Linked DNA regions of Capra hircus: region 2 is linked to region 1. The links are chromatin contacts, called in public Hi-C maps. All regions are on one chromosome and are shown on one strand. Each heading gives the region's core, a stretch centred on a gene start, on an enhancer-like site or on the middle of the called end of the contact. The rest is flanking DNA. Distances are from core to core; before and after follow the strand shown.

The links. Hi-C and Micro-C count contacts between places; a contact is called where the count stands out from the background.
Region 2: a contact with region 1 is called in a Hi-C map of blood, with 12 times the contacts expected there. The contact joins the enhancer-like site here to the promoter of LOC102188073 in region 1. A contact is called at or near these places in 2 of 5 Hi-C or Micro-C datasets (blood and liver).

What each region holds. Positions count from the first base shown.
Region 1 is chr18:25,317,125-25,323,751 of ARS1.2, reverse strand. LOC102188073 (liver carboxylesterase) reads right to left here and starts at 3,433. Exons shown (of 14, transcript XM_018062001.1): 1 at 3,259-3,433; 2 at 1-187. The coding sequence starts at 3,310.
Region 2 is chr18:26,111,003-26,117,629 of ARS1.2, reverse strand. It overlaps LOC102188340 (liver carboxylesterase), which reads right to left. Exons shown (of 15, transcript XM_018062017.1): 3 at 4,043-4,187; 4 at 1,589-1,722; 5 at 343-496. Among named protein-coding and RNA genes, the nearest start is that of NUP93, 44 kb to the left of the region's middle. Within about 2 kb of position 3,304, at least 5 of the 5 cell types and tissues checked have an H3K27ac peak or open chromatin away from gene starts, as enhancers often do.

The sequences.
Region 1 (6,627 bases), core at 2,184-4,683:
TTCTTCACGAAGATCCATGGCTCTGCAGGCTGCGGTGGAGCAAACCTTAAGGATCCAAGAGGAGGCTTGGCAAAGGGGACTCCCAGGAAGACGGCCACAGGCTGAGCAAACCCTTTTAAGCTGACATGTTTCCCCAGGACTCTGCCCTGAGCGGTATCCACAACAGGCGGTGAGGGTGGCAGCCCTGCTGGACGTTGGGAGGAAATGAGGACACGTCAGTGGTGACAGTGAACTGGATTCTGGGTGGATTTTGTTACTTTTGCCACTTTTGATACTTTGCCATGTGATCTTGAATGTCCTCTCAACTCTCTAAGCCTCAGCTTCTTATGTAAGAGAGGGTGAAGCTGTCTTTCCTAACTCACAGAGTCATCAGAGGGAGGGTGATTCGGGGGCACATTCTATCTGTCCCATTCCCATGGAGCAGGCGGTTTTTTCTCACTGAGCTTAAATGCGTCTCCTGCAGTTGCCACGTCAGGCCCGGTCCTTGCTGCTCAGGGGCATCCTGCACCTTCATGAGGCAGGTGGCCTTAGCAACCCCTGTTCACGCTCGTCCCTCAAGTTCTCTCTTGTCCGTCCTCAACAGCTGCAGTTTGTTTAAGCATCCTTACAGGAAATGATTTCCAACCTCTCACCCTCCCAATTGTTCTCCTTTAGATACAGATGAAAGGCCAACCTCTCCCTCAAAGTGTGTGGCCAGAACAGAGAAGAATAACCCAGACCTGGTCTTATAGACACAGCCTTCAAGAGACAGGACGTGGACAGATGCCCAATTGGCAAGAGTGAAAAAGCGGGTGATGGGCTGTGAGGTATAGGCAATGATGGTGACAGCAGCGATTACCATTTGTGTTGTAGGTGATGAATGTGTATTGAGCACTTACTATGTACCACATGGGCACTCTAATCAGAGCAGCCTGGCTAGGGAGACATCAATATGTCCATTTTACAGATGAGGTAGCTGACGAAATGGAGCCAGCTAGTATGGATTTTCTAAAGGTGGAAACGGTATGACCCTGCCAGGGGATAACTAGCAGTAAGGGGACAATCAGCTTCTAATTAGGGCTTCCCTAGTGGCTCAGATGGTAAAGAATCTGCCTGCAATGTAGGAAACCTGAGTTTGATCCGTAGGTTGGGGAGATCCCCTGGAGAAGGAAATGGCAACCCACTCCTGTATTCTTGTCTAGACCGAGGAACCTGGTGGGCTACAGTCCACAGGGTCACAAAGAGTCAGACATGACTGACTAACACATAGCTGCTCTTCCCCTCGGTCCTGGGCCTCTCACAGTGTCACAGAGCCAGAAGGGAGATAAAGCCCAGTGCACGCTGGGCTGTCAGAGCACTGATGGCCGGAGCACTGGCTCTGGACTCAGGAGACAGAAAGAGAATTCAGAGCGTGGTTTTCCAGCAGACCTCGGGCACGTACAGTTCCCTCTCTGAGCCTCAGTTTTTCCATCTACAAAATGGTACAGATGCATCTGAGGTCCCTTGCTGCACCCTTGTATTCACCATGTCCTCTATGTCCTGTATTCTGATGCTTTGACAGCTGGAACCTTGCTGATTCTGGGGGGACTGCCCCTCCCCACATTAGCCAATCCCTGGAGACAGGAATGAACTTCCCTTCCAGCCTGCCAGAGCCTGTACCCCAATTCCCTTTGTTATCAGGTCCTCCACATTCGCCACCACCCCCCAACCACTCCAGGACAAAGTACCTGAAAACTGTGCGCACCCCTAACCTGCTGAAATTCTCTGCTTTGTCACTCCCAAACCTATTTATCCTGCCTCGCCTCTTCCTTCCCTATCAGCGACCAAGATAAATACCCTTACTCCCAATTTCTTTTCTTCCCTCGTGAGCCACCCCGGTGTTTACCACCTGGCACACCATGGTAGGGCCATGCTCTCTCCTCCATGAAAATGTGAGTCATAAACCACCTTTTCAAAAGGCAATTGGCTCCTGATCTGTGGGCCTTCAGTTCAGTTCAGTCGCTCCGACTCTTTGTGACCCCATGAATCGCAACATGCCAGGCCTCCCTGTCCATCACCAACTCCTGGAGTTCACTCAGACTCACGTCCATCGAGTCAGTGATGCCATCCAGACATCTCATCCTCTGTCGTCCCCTTCTCTTCCTGCCCCTAATCTCTCCCAGCATCAGAGTCTTTTTCAATGAGTCAACTCTTCTCATGAGGTGGCCAAAATACTGGAGTTTCAGCTTTAGCATCATTTAGAATACCATAATAGTCTATTAATACATATCTCTTTTTTTAAGCTTTAAACCTTTAATTTTGTGTTGGATATAGCTGATTAACAACATTGTGATAATTTCAGGTGAACAGCGAAGGCACTCAGCCATACATACACATGTATCCATTCTCCCCCACACTCCCCTCCCATCCAGGCTGCCACATAATACTGAGCAGAGTTCCATGTGGTATATAATAGGCCCTTGTTAGTTAACCATTTTAATATAGCAGTAATACAGTGTCTTTGAAAGCAACTCCTTTATCTCTTTTTTCACTTTCTCTATTTCAGGCACTGTTTAGAATACACAGCCCATTTCTACCTCAAAACAGTCCACAGAGGTAGAGTTGTCACCTCCATTTTCAAAATGCAAAACCAAGGCACAGAAAAGGGACATGCCATGTGTAAGAACACACAGCCCCTAAGGGCTGAACCCACACCGCTCTGTCTCCAGAACCAGTATTAATATTCTGGTAGGACCCCTTCAGGGCTTCCCAAGTAGCTCAGCGGTAAAGAATACACCTGCCAATAGACACAGGTTCGATCCCTGGATCAGGAAGATCCCCTGGAGTAGGAAATGGCAACCCACTCCAGGATTCTTGCCTGGAAAATTTCATGGACAGATAGCCTGGTAGGCTACAGTCCATGGGGTTGCAAAAGAGTTGGACATGAGTTAGCTGCTAAACAATAACAGAGATCCATTGCAGGATTCTGGTAAAGACCCACTCCATGTCCACATTAATAATCAAGAGGGAAAGACATGGAGGAGCTCATCAAAGTCCTCAGCGGGATGTGGGAGAGGAGCTGATTGTCCTCCTCTGGTGTGGCTGTGCCAAGCCGAGTCTAGGGTGTGCTTGGTCCCCTGTGTCTCCTGCCATGGGGCACGGGCTGGGCTAGACCATCCAAGTTCACAGAGCGTGTACTGCTGCAGAACCCGGCCTGTCACTGCTTTGCCCTGTGCCCATCCTTTCCCCTACAAGGATTTCCAAAGGTGCTCCTGCTATCTGCATTTCAGGAGGACTCACCCCAAGCTGTGAAGGAACCAAGGGAGGTCAGGACCAGAGCTAAGAGCCACATCCTGGAAAGAGAGCCGCTCCTGTGCACGCAGGTGTCTGTGCTGCTCACAGGGGCTGTTTCAGTCCCGGCCCTCAGCTCCCTCCACAAGCTCCCGCTCCAGCTGCTCAATAACAAGCAAATCTCTCCTCCCTTCCTTGTGGGTGGTTGGAATGTGTGAGCCACGCCTACCAAGAGTTTATCCTCGTTGAAATCAAGAACCCAGACTTCACTCTCCAATTGCAGGTAGCTGCAGATTCTATAAACAACTTGTTTCATAAGTGCTTCTCCTTTCCTGGACTCTAACCTTAGAGCTCTGTGACCTTCCCAGGGCAGACACAAACAGACAAGAGGCTTTCAGACAAGGGGAGTTTTTGATCTGGAGTCCTCAGAAAAACTGGAAAGCTTTCAGAGCAACTCCTAGCCCCACAGCTACCTAGCTAAAGAATTAAGGGCAAATCTTTTCCTTTCCTTTGGCTTCAATTTCAGAGTTCCATGCTATTATTTTGGAAGCATCATAAATTTCTTTCAGTCTCTCTTCTGATGTCTGAATTAATTTTATAATATACCTGCGAAGTAACTCAGCCTCCCATTGTATACCTCCAGGGTCAGGGAACTCATGACCTATCCAGGCAGGGATCTGGGGAGAGAATGTCTTTACAGTAAAGGGACTCCATCTCTCCATTTCGTTGGTTCTAATTATCCATCCCTCCATCCTTCCATTTATTATTTCATTCATTCAATCTCCAAACATTTACCAAATGCCTGGCACTATGCTAAGTGCTATGGATACAAAGATAAAACATAGTCCATCTCCTGGAGGAGTCACCATGTGATAAGACAGAGGCAGGGAGAGGTGATAGGTGGGTTGCAATGCAATGTGGCGGCACCAAAGTAGAGGGATGCAGAGTGCTCTGAGTACACCTGTGACAGTGCCCTTACCTACTAGGGGAAAGAGGAAGATGCTCAAAGCCCATCTAACAGAGTCATTATACATCCAGTAAGTGGGACATTCTCTAAGTACACTCTGGTACAGCCGGCTACGGCAATACTATGCTTTTACTCAAATGAGTGATGTACACCTCTGTTTCTTAACAGGGAAAGGCAGGCATGATGTGTTGTGAAGGGAAAACAATTATAATATAGTTTTGACTGCATTAGGATACTGTTGGCAGTTCCTCGAAAATCACACACAGGGGCCTCCCTGCTGTCCAGTGCTTAAGACTCCACACTTCCACTGCAGGGAGAGCAAATTCGATCCCTGGCCACGGAACTAAGCTCCTGTATGCCATGTGGTGCAGCCAAAACATTAACAAAAAATTAAACACAAAGTCACCACATTACCCAGCAATTCCACTCCTAGGTGTATACCTACAATAACTGAAATAGGACCATTATTTGTCATTGTCCAAAGTAGAAAGAATCTAAATGTCCAAGAACTGATGAATGGACAAATTAAATAATATCTGTCTGTACAATGCAGTATTATTGAGCCACAAAAAAAATGAAGTACTGGTACATGCTAAACAGGGATGAACCTTGAAAATATTGAATATTATGCTAATGAAAGGAGCCAGATATGAAAGGACAGAGATTGTGTGATTCTATGTATATGAAATGTCCAGACTAAGCAAATCCATAGAGGCAGAAAGTAGTTCAGAGGTTGCTGTGGGCCTGGGCTGTGGGGAGGAATGAGGTGTGGTGCTACTGGGTAGAGGCTTCTCTTTGAGGTGATGAAAATGTTCTGGGACTACATAGTGGTGATGATCGCAGAACTCTGTGAATATACTGAAAACCCCCTGGGCTGTAAGCCTTAAAAGGTGAATTTTGAACTTCCCTGGTGGTCCAGTGGTTTAGACTCCACATTTCCAGTGCAGTGGCAGCGGGTTCAATTCCTGGTGGGGGATCTTAGATCTCACATGTCACATGGTGTAGCCAAAATAAATAAATATATTTTTAAAAGATGAATTTTATGGTGTGTGGATTATCTTTCAATAAAGAAATATTTTCAAAATTTAGTCGTGCATAATATCCCATTATAATAAGGAAAACTGGGCTTCCTTAGTGGCTCAGATGGTAAAGAATCTGCTTGCAACACAGAAGATCTGGGTTCAATCCCTGGGCTAGGAAGATCCCTTGGAGAAGAAAATGGCTACCCACTCCAATATTCTTGCCTGGGAAATTGCCTGGACAGAGGAGCCTACTGGGCTACCGTCTATGCGGGTCATAAGAGTCGGACACAATTGAGTGACTTTCATTCACGTAATAAAAAGTACATATCTTTCTTTTGTAGGAAAAAATTTGGAAAGTTAGGTATTGAATTTCTATATGCAACAGCCATGTCCTGGCTAAATGTGTTTTTACTTATTTGCATGTTCCATTTGTATTTATTCGGACATTCACATGACAATTCACTGAGCTCACCGTGCTCACTGAGCGCACAGTGTGGGGATCGCTGTGTGGAGGGTGTGTATGCAGGATCTCACTCAGTTCTCAAAATTAACCCGTGAATTGATATCATGATTTCCCAGTGCTCAGTGAGGACAAGGAAATGGCCCGCAGGCACACAGTAAGTAAGAGGAAGAGCTGAGAACTGAACTACAACAGCACAATGTTACAGCCCCAACTCTAAACATCGTGGGAACTGGAGTCCTGAGGTATGAGGCTCCTCCTTGCGAACGAGATGGAGCAGAAATAAAGGGACTGTCTCCAGGGCAGCAGACTGAAGAGGAAGCTCTGCCTTCTCCATGCTTCCAATGATCATTTGTCAAAGCTGACCTGGTCCAGGCCAGAGCAATGCCTGGGAAGAACTGGGCAACTAAAAACCACATGACAGTCTTAGAAAAGTTGATGAGTTCTTGGCCAAGATCATGGATTGTGACTGAAATGAACCTTCTGGAGACCCAAGTTCTAAATGTGATGCTCATCTGCACTCTTTCTGGCAACTGGCAGACCGGTGAGGGGTGAGAGCTCGGGACCGCAGCGAAGTCAGCCCCAAGACGTGACTTCTTCTACAAAGACCAACCTGGGCTGGGGCTCCTCCCTTTCACCAGGAAAGAAACACAGGCCCTAAAGGGTACCCTAATAAAGAGCACTCCTATCTCTGTCCACACTGAACGATCCAGGCCGTCTTCCAAAGTAGACAACAAGCCTGTTTCTAATCACTTAGCTCTTGTACACATGCGTGTGCCTTAGTACTTATATATGTGTGCCTGTCCCACCCCCACACAGTGGTCAAGTCATAACCATTCTGCCCTTTTCCCTGCTCAGCTGGCCTTTGCAACTTGTGATGCAATCCTGGCTCTCAGACTATGAAGACCCCAGGATGCTGCATTCATTTC
Region 2 (6,627 bases), core at 2,055-4,554, 790 kb before region 1:
TCAGCTCCTCTGATTAATCACTTACACCCACCCCTAATCTCAAGAGAAGTGAGGCGACTCCTAACGTTAAAATGATTAAGAAGGAGAGGATGAGCTCAGCTGACACAGGACAGAAGAGAGTGTCTGTCGCAGCTGTGGCTGTAGCTATGGCCCCGGAGGCTGAGCTGAGCCCTGAGCTTCCTGGGGGCCAAGGGGAGTCTGGCCTTTAACTCTCCACCATCTGATGTTGCACAGAGTCGAGTCAACCTTGAATGCAGGTCTTGGAAGTAAAGGTCCCAGGACTAGATGGGCTGGTCTGCAAGGGGTCCCATCAGCAGCCACATCAGGGCCGGGAAGACTTACAAGAACAGACACACTTTCCCCTCCTGCTGACTCTCCAAAGATGGTCACAGAGCCTGGATCCCCGCCAAAGCTGGCAATGTTCTCCTGGACCCACTGCAGCGCGGCCACCTGGTCCAAGTGGCCCCAGTTCCCCCGGCAGTGCTCGTCCCCTGTGCTGTGAGTGAGAGGACAGGGTGGGGTTGGGAGCAGAGATGTCCCGGCAGGGCCCTGAGGACCAGAGATGGGGCTGGGGGTCCAGGGGAGCCTTCTGGAAAGGACTGGGCTTCCACAGCCCTGACACGGGGTCTTCACTCTCCTGCTGTCCTGCTCTGCTACAGGGCTCTGCAGAGCCATCCTGCATCTACTGACTAAGCATCTGCTACGGTCGGGGTGCAACCCTGGCTAAGGTGGTAGAGAGGCCTGGGGAGAGGAAGTGGGGCGAGTACACGCAGTAACACTGTCACAGGGAGCAGACACAGGCCGTGGGGGGAAGAGCTGAGGGGTCTCCGTGAAGGGGACACATCCTGGGACACGACTCCCCTGGGACAACCCTCCCCCAGCCCACAGGTCTTTCCAAGGAGGTGACCACCCCTCCCCCGGCCCACCCTCCAGCATCTCAGGGTAAGGGTTCCTGGCACCAGTACATTCAGGAAAAGCTCAGTAACTGCCTCCTGGAAACCCGGTTCCTGTCCCCAGAGAATCCATGCAGGAGACTCAAGCCTTCACTCATGCATGTGCCAAACTCCAGGAGGGAAATGGGGTGAGTGGGCCCAAGGCTCCTCCCAGTAGATGTCCCCTGGAGTCAGATGCTCCTTACAGCCTCCCAGTTCCAGGCACCCGCTCCTTCACCTACTAGACTTCCTGGAGCTCCCACGAGTCTACCCCTCTTCACCTCCCCAGGAGGAAAGCTGTGCGCGCCTCTAGGTGCTGTGCTGCATGGTGACCGTCATCTTGAAGATGCTGCAGCACGCCAGGCACCACAGTGGAAAGGGGTAAGCAGTTCAGAGGAGATGGCAGCTGGGCTGGGCTTGGTAGGAGTGATAGGAGTGCGTCAGGGAGACTGGGTGCTTTATGGGGAAGAGCTCAGAAGTCAGTGCACCAGGGTGGCTGGGGAACGAGAAGGCAGGTGGAGCCCAGTTAGGGGGGCACTCAGATGCCTTAGCAGGGAGCCTAGCAAGGAGCCCCTTGAGGGCGTGCATGACCAGAGTGGGGTCCTAGCACCCCCACCCTGGGGGCAGTGTGCCACCAGGAGAGTCCAGGGTCTTACCTGAAGAAGCCCCAGATGCCCAGGCGGTACTGAATGGTCACCACCACCACATTTTCATGGGCAGAGAGGACCAGCCCTTCATAGGTTGATGCTCCTCCCATCAGCAGAGCTCCTCCGTGGATCCACACCATCACCTGGAGGGGGGGATGCAACCACAGGGTTACAGGAAGCAGAGCTGGGGAAGACCTCAGAGGCAGGCTTGGTCACCTACCCGTTCTCCAGCTGCGGCCCAGGCCAGCACCCCACTCAGGGCACCCTGGCTGCCCCTGCCTGTCTCCCCTGCCCCAGTGCCACCTGCGCTCAGCGCTCCTCATGCTGACAACATCATCACGGGAACAGCCAAGGCTCGAGCACCGTCTCCTCCCCAGCACTCCCGCCACCCTCACTCCTGGACCCCTCGCCCAGCTCAGTGCACTCAGCGTGCAGAGGCCCTTGGCTAGAAGCTTGTTTCAGCGTTTCAGCTTCATCTTAGTTGCCTTCTGAGTGGCGAATGCAGCATCTCATGAATGAATGATCGTGTCAAGAAGCACACGCCATGGGTGGTACCTCATCTTAATATGACTTCCTGCTGCCTCCTTCTGCTCCCCAAATCTCACCCATCCTCCTAAGCCCAGCCTAAAAACCACCTCCTCCAAGAATTCTTGAGCCATTTGATGAATATGATCTGAAAACCTACTAGGTGCCAAGGACTGTGGTAAGAATTGAGGCCATTCATAATGCATGTCCCCAAATTTAAGGAGTTCACATAGCAAGAAAGTGAGAATAGCTAAAGTAATATAATGATTTTGTTATCAAAAATTTTGAAGAACTCATACATGAACTATGTACCAAGTATTATTTTAAGCATTTAAAAATAACTCATCCATGAATGAAGGACTCCTATTATCCCATTTCATGGACATGAAAACGGGGGCACTTAACCACCCTGAGGTCACGCAGCTACCAGGCAGTGGAGGCAGGACTTGAACCCAGGCAGTCTGACTGCAGAGTCCACGTGTTGAGCCACCCAGCACCCAGCAGCCAATGGCTGTCTGCCGTAGGTTGGCTGTTGGGGCCAGAGGAATTCCTTCCCTTCAACTCTAACTAATGCATCAGAAGTTGCCTCGTGTGCTGTGCCAGACACTGCCATAAATCTTCATATTCATCACTGAAAACTCATGTGTGATTTTCCCTGATTTGAGGAAACAGAGCCAGGTCTCTCAGGCAGTAAAAGGCAGAACTAGTCTTTACACCCAGACTCTGCAGTTCCAGAGCCTGTGTCCACACTAGAGGTTCTCCAGCCTCAGGTTCCCCGAGCCCCTGCTCCTCCAACACCTCCGATCCTTGACTGCCTCCTGGTGGAGGGACTGAGTTTGCAGTCATCTCTTGAGTCCAGGCTGAGCCAGGGGCTGGTCAGCAGCGATTTGCTGAAGAACCTAGTCCAGCTCGGTGCACATCCTCAAAGGCAGGGGCTGTGTGGTCATAGTTTTACGTTCCTCTTTTCTCTTAACCCCCACTTCTAGCTACGTGGGGGAGCACTAAGTATGTAACAGGCAAATGAATGAATGCCTGAGTGATCAATGTCCCCACCTCTTCAAGCTTCTAGTCCCAAGTTCAGACACCCTCCTCCACATCTGGGCACCATGCCAAGGGTGTTCCTGGGAGATGGCTGGGTGTGCGTGGCCACCCAGTCTCTACCCCCGCTGACCCCTCCTTTTCTAGCAGACCAGCCCCACCCTCTAGCCTGAGTCTGGAAGGCTGCCCTGTCTCTGGGCTCCATTTATTCTGGAAATGCTGACTCACTGAATCACTAGCCTGGGCCAGAGACAATTAGGAAGTGAAATAAACTACAAGAAAATCTTGATAGTTGGCAAAGGAAAGGGCAACCTTGTTGCTCCAGGCTCTGCCCCGCAAGCTGTAACCCAGAAAGCTGTCAGAGAAGGCCTCTGTATGCTGAGGAAAGGCACACATAGGCTCCATGCCAGTGTGTGTCAGAGCGCTCCCGGCTGTTCCAGGAGCCCCGTGCTCCAGTCCTGCCAACCCGACTCTGTGACCGCGCCTTCCCCTCACTGGGCCTCAGTTTCTCTGTCTGTAAAGGAAGGGTTGGCTTGTTGGCTTATCTCCAAGGTTCCTTCCAGCTCTAACTTTATGGAAATGACGTTTTACCCTCTCTGGGTATCAGATTCCTAATCTAGCAATTAAGAGTCATCCTTCTTGTCCATCTGTTAGCATGAGAGGCCCTGGAAAAATGAAATGTGCATCACAGATGTGCAGCAATCTCCCCCAGGGGCCCTACTCTGGCCGAGGGGAAACAGAGGTGTGGGCCACCTGCGCTCCCTGATGTCAGGTTTGGCTGTGGTGCACAAGAAAGCCCTGGGGCCCCAGAAGACCCTTGGCCCACGACGCCCCCACTCAACACTGCCTTCATCCCCTTCCAGTCTACCCCAGCCTTGCCCAGTGGTTCCCGCTGCTTACCGGCAGCCTGCTTCTCTTCGTCAAGTCAGCAGGGGTGTATATGTTTAGGTAAAGACAGTCTTCAGAAAATTTAGGCTTAACGCTCTCCATTCCATTGCTAAGGAGGTCTGAGGCCATTTCCCCAAACATTGCGTTTTGGGAGCACCTGGGAGGAGCAAGGAAAGAGAAGAACTCCTGATGTTCAATCAGAGCTGACCAAGGAGATGTCTCCAGTAGTGAGGCCAGGTCTTGGACTGGGAGAATTAAGCCTGTAAACAGAGCTGTCTTACCACATTCCAGACACTGGAATGAGTAGGAGGCTACCTGGGGGGTCAGAACAGGGGGCTCTAGGGCTCACCAAGGTCTCTGGGGAGAGTGACCAATGAGAAGGCCTGGCACCTCCCCCTTTCAGGAGACTTTGGAATGCATTGTGTCAAGAAGATGCTGCTTATGAGCCTGGAAGTGGATCATTTCCTGCATTCTCTGCTTGCAGTTGTCTCTCTGCTGCATAGCGAGTGCAGGGTGCTCATGCTCCTCTACAGGTCAAGCAGGAGTTCCAGTTCACGGGAGACTTCCAAAAACGGTGAGAAGCCACTCTGTTGGCAGTCATTTAAGGCATGCAACAGGTCAAGGGCAAAATATTTGTGGTGCAACATTAGGAGAGCTTGGTTCTCGTTCTGCCTCTGCCACTTACATGCCGGGTGACCTTGGGCAAGTTCCTTCTCTGTTCTGGGTCCCAGTCTGCCATGTCTAAGTGAGGGGAATGATTTCTATATGGGTCTTGCAGCACTGACAAGCTAAGATTCTGTCAGCTCATCTTGTCAAGAGTTATGCATTGCCCAAATAATGGATCTGAAAGATCCAACAGTGGTAACAGGCAATACTTAATATTTAAAAGACACTTGCTCCTCGTAAGGAAAGCTATGACCAACCTAGACTGCATATTAAAAAGCAGAGACATCACTTTGCCCACAAAGGTCCTTACAGTCAAAGCTATGGCTTTTCCAGTAGTCATGTATAGATGTGAGAATTGGTCCATGAAGAAGGCTGAAGGCTAAGGAATGGATGCTTTTCAATTGTGGCGCTGGAGAAGACTCGAGAGTCCCTTGGATTGCAAGGGGATCCAACCAGTCAATCCAAAAGGAAATCAACCCTGAATATTCATTGGAATGACTGTTGCTGATGCTGAAACTCCAATACGTTGGCCACGTGATGCTAAGAGTTAACTTGTTGGAAAAGATCTTGATGCTGGGAAAGATTGAAGGCAAGAGGAAAAGGGGGTGGCAGAGGATGAGGTGGTTAGATAGCATCACTGACTCAAGGGAGAAGAATTTGAGTCCAGGAGATAGTGGAGGACAGAGGAGCCTGATGGGCTACAGTCCATGGGGTTGCAAGGATTCAGACATAACTTATGGACTGAACAACCACAAAAATTCAGGTCAGGGGCTCCCCTGGTGGCTCAGTGGGAAACAATCTGCCTGCCAGTGCAGGAGACACAGGTTCGATCCCTGATCCGGGAAGATCCCACATGCCACGGGGCAGCTCAGCTTGTGAGCCACAGCTACTAGGTCTGTGCTCTAGAGCCTGGGAGCCTCAGCTGCTGAAGCCTGCGCGCCCTGGAGCCGGCGCTGCGCAAGAGACACCTTTGCGATGGGAAGCCCGCGCAATGCAACTAGAAAGTAGTTCCCGCCGTCTGCAGCTAGATAAAGCCCGCACAGCATCAAAGACCGAGCACAGCCAAAAATAAACAATAAAATAAATAAAATTATTTTAAAAAATCTTCAGATCAGACCCATGATATGGGTTCTATTATTATCCCCATTTCACAGTTGAGAAAACTGAGGCACAGAGAGGTTATAGAACCTGCCCAAGGTCACACAGCCATGAAGAGTCAGACTATGCACTGCTTATGCTTCCGAGGACTTTATAAGCCACATTTCCAGATTTGCAGAAAGCAGGCATGGTGGCCCGTAGTCCTGAGGTGCTTGGATGACATAGCTGTCAAGTGACTGTCAGAGCCCCATAGAGACCCTCCTGATTTCCATCCTGGGGGAGCTGTCCCCAGATCACCAAGGCAAGGGGATACAGTATTCATAAAAGGATACAATAAAAATTTAATGGGAAAGAGAGTTCAACATCACTAGTATTGAGATAAATGCAGAATAGACTCTAAAATTATATAAATAATTATGATGCTAATAATTATTATTATTTTGCCTACTCAATAGCCAAAACATTTTTAATAATCTCAAGCATTGGCTAGGGTCTGGTGAATGAAAGTTTCCATATATGAATGGAAAGAGTGTAGCTGGGACATTTCTGGAAGGAAATTTAACAAAAGATGATACTCTTTTACTCAGAAATGTCATTTCTTGGAGTTCAGCCCCAATTACCGTGAATGTGCATAACGGTTTGGCTATAGGAAGTTCATCACAGTGCTAATTATATTATCAAAAATATCAAGAAGAACTTAATGGTCCCAAATAAGAGACTGGGTAAATAAACTATAACTCAATACCCAATGTAATATAATGTCAGGCTGTGGTATGCAATGACATATAACCATGTTTATGATACAAATGAGCAAAGCAGACATCCAGAGTATC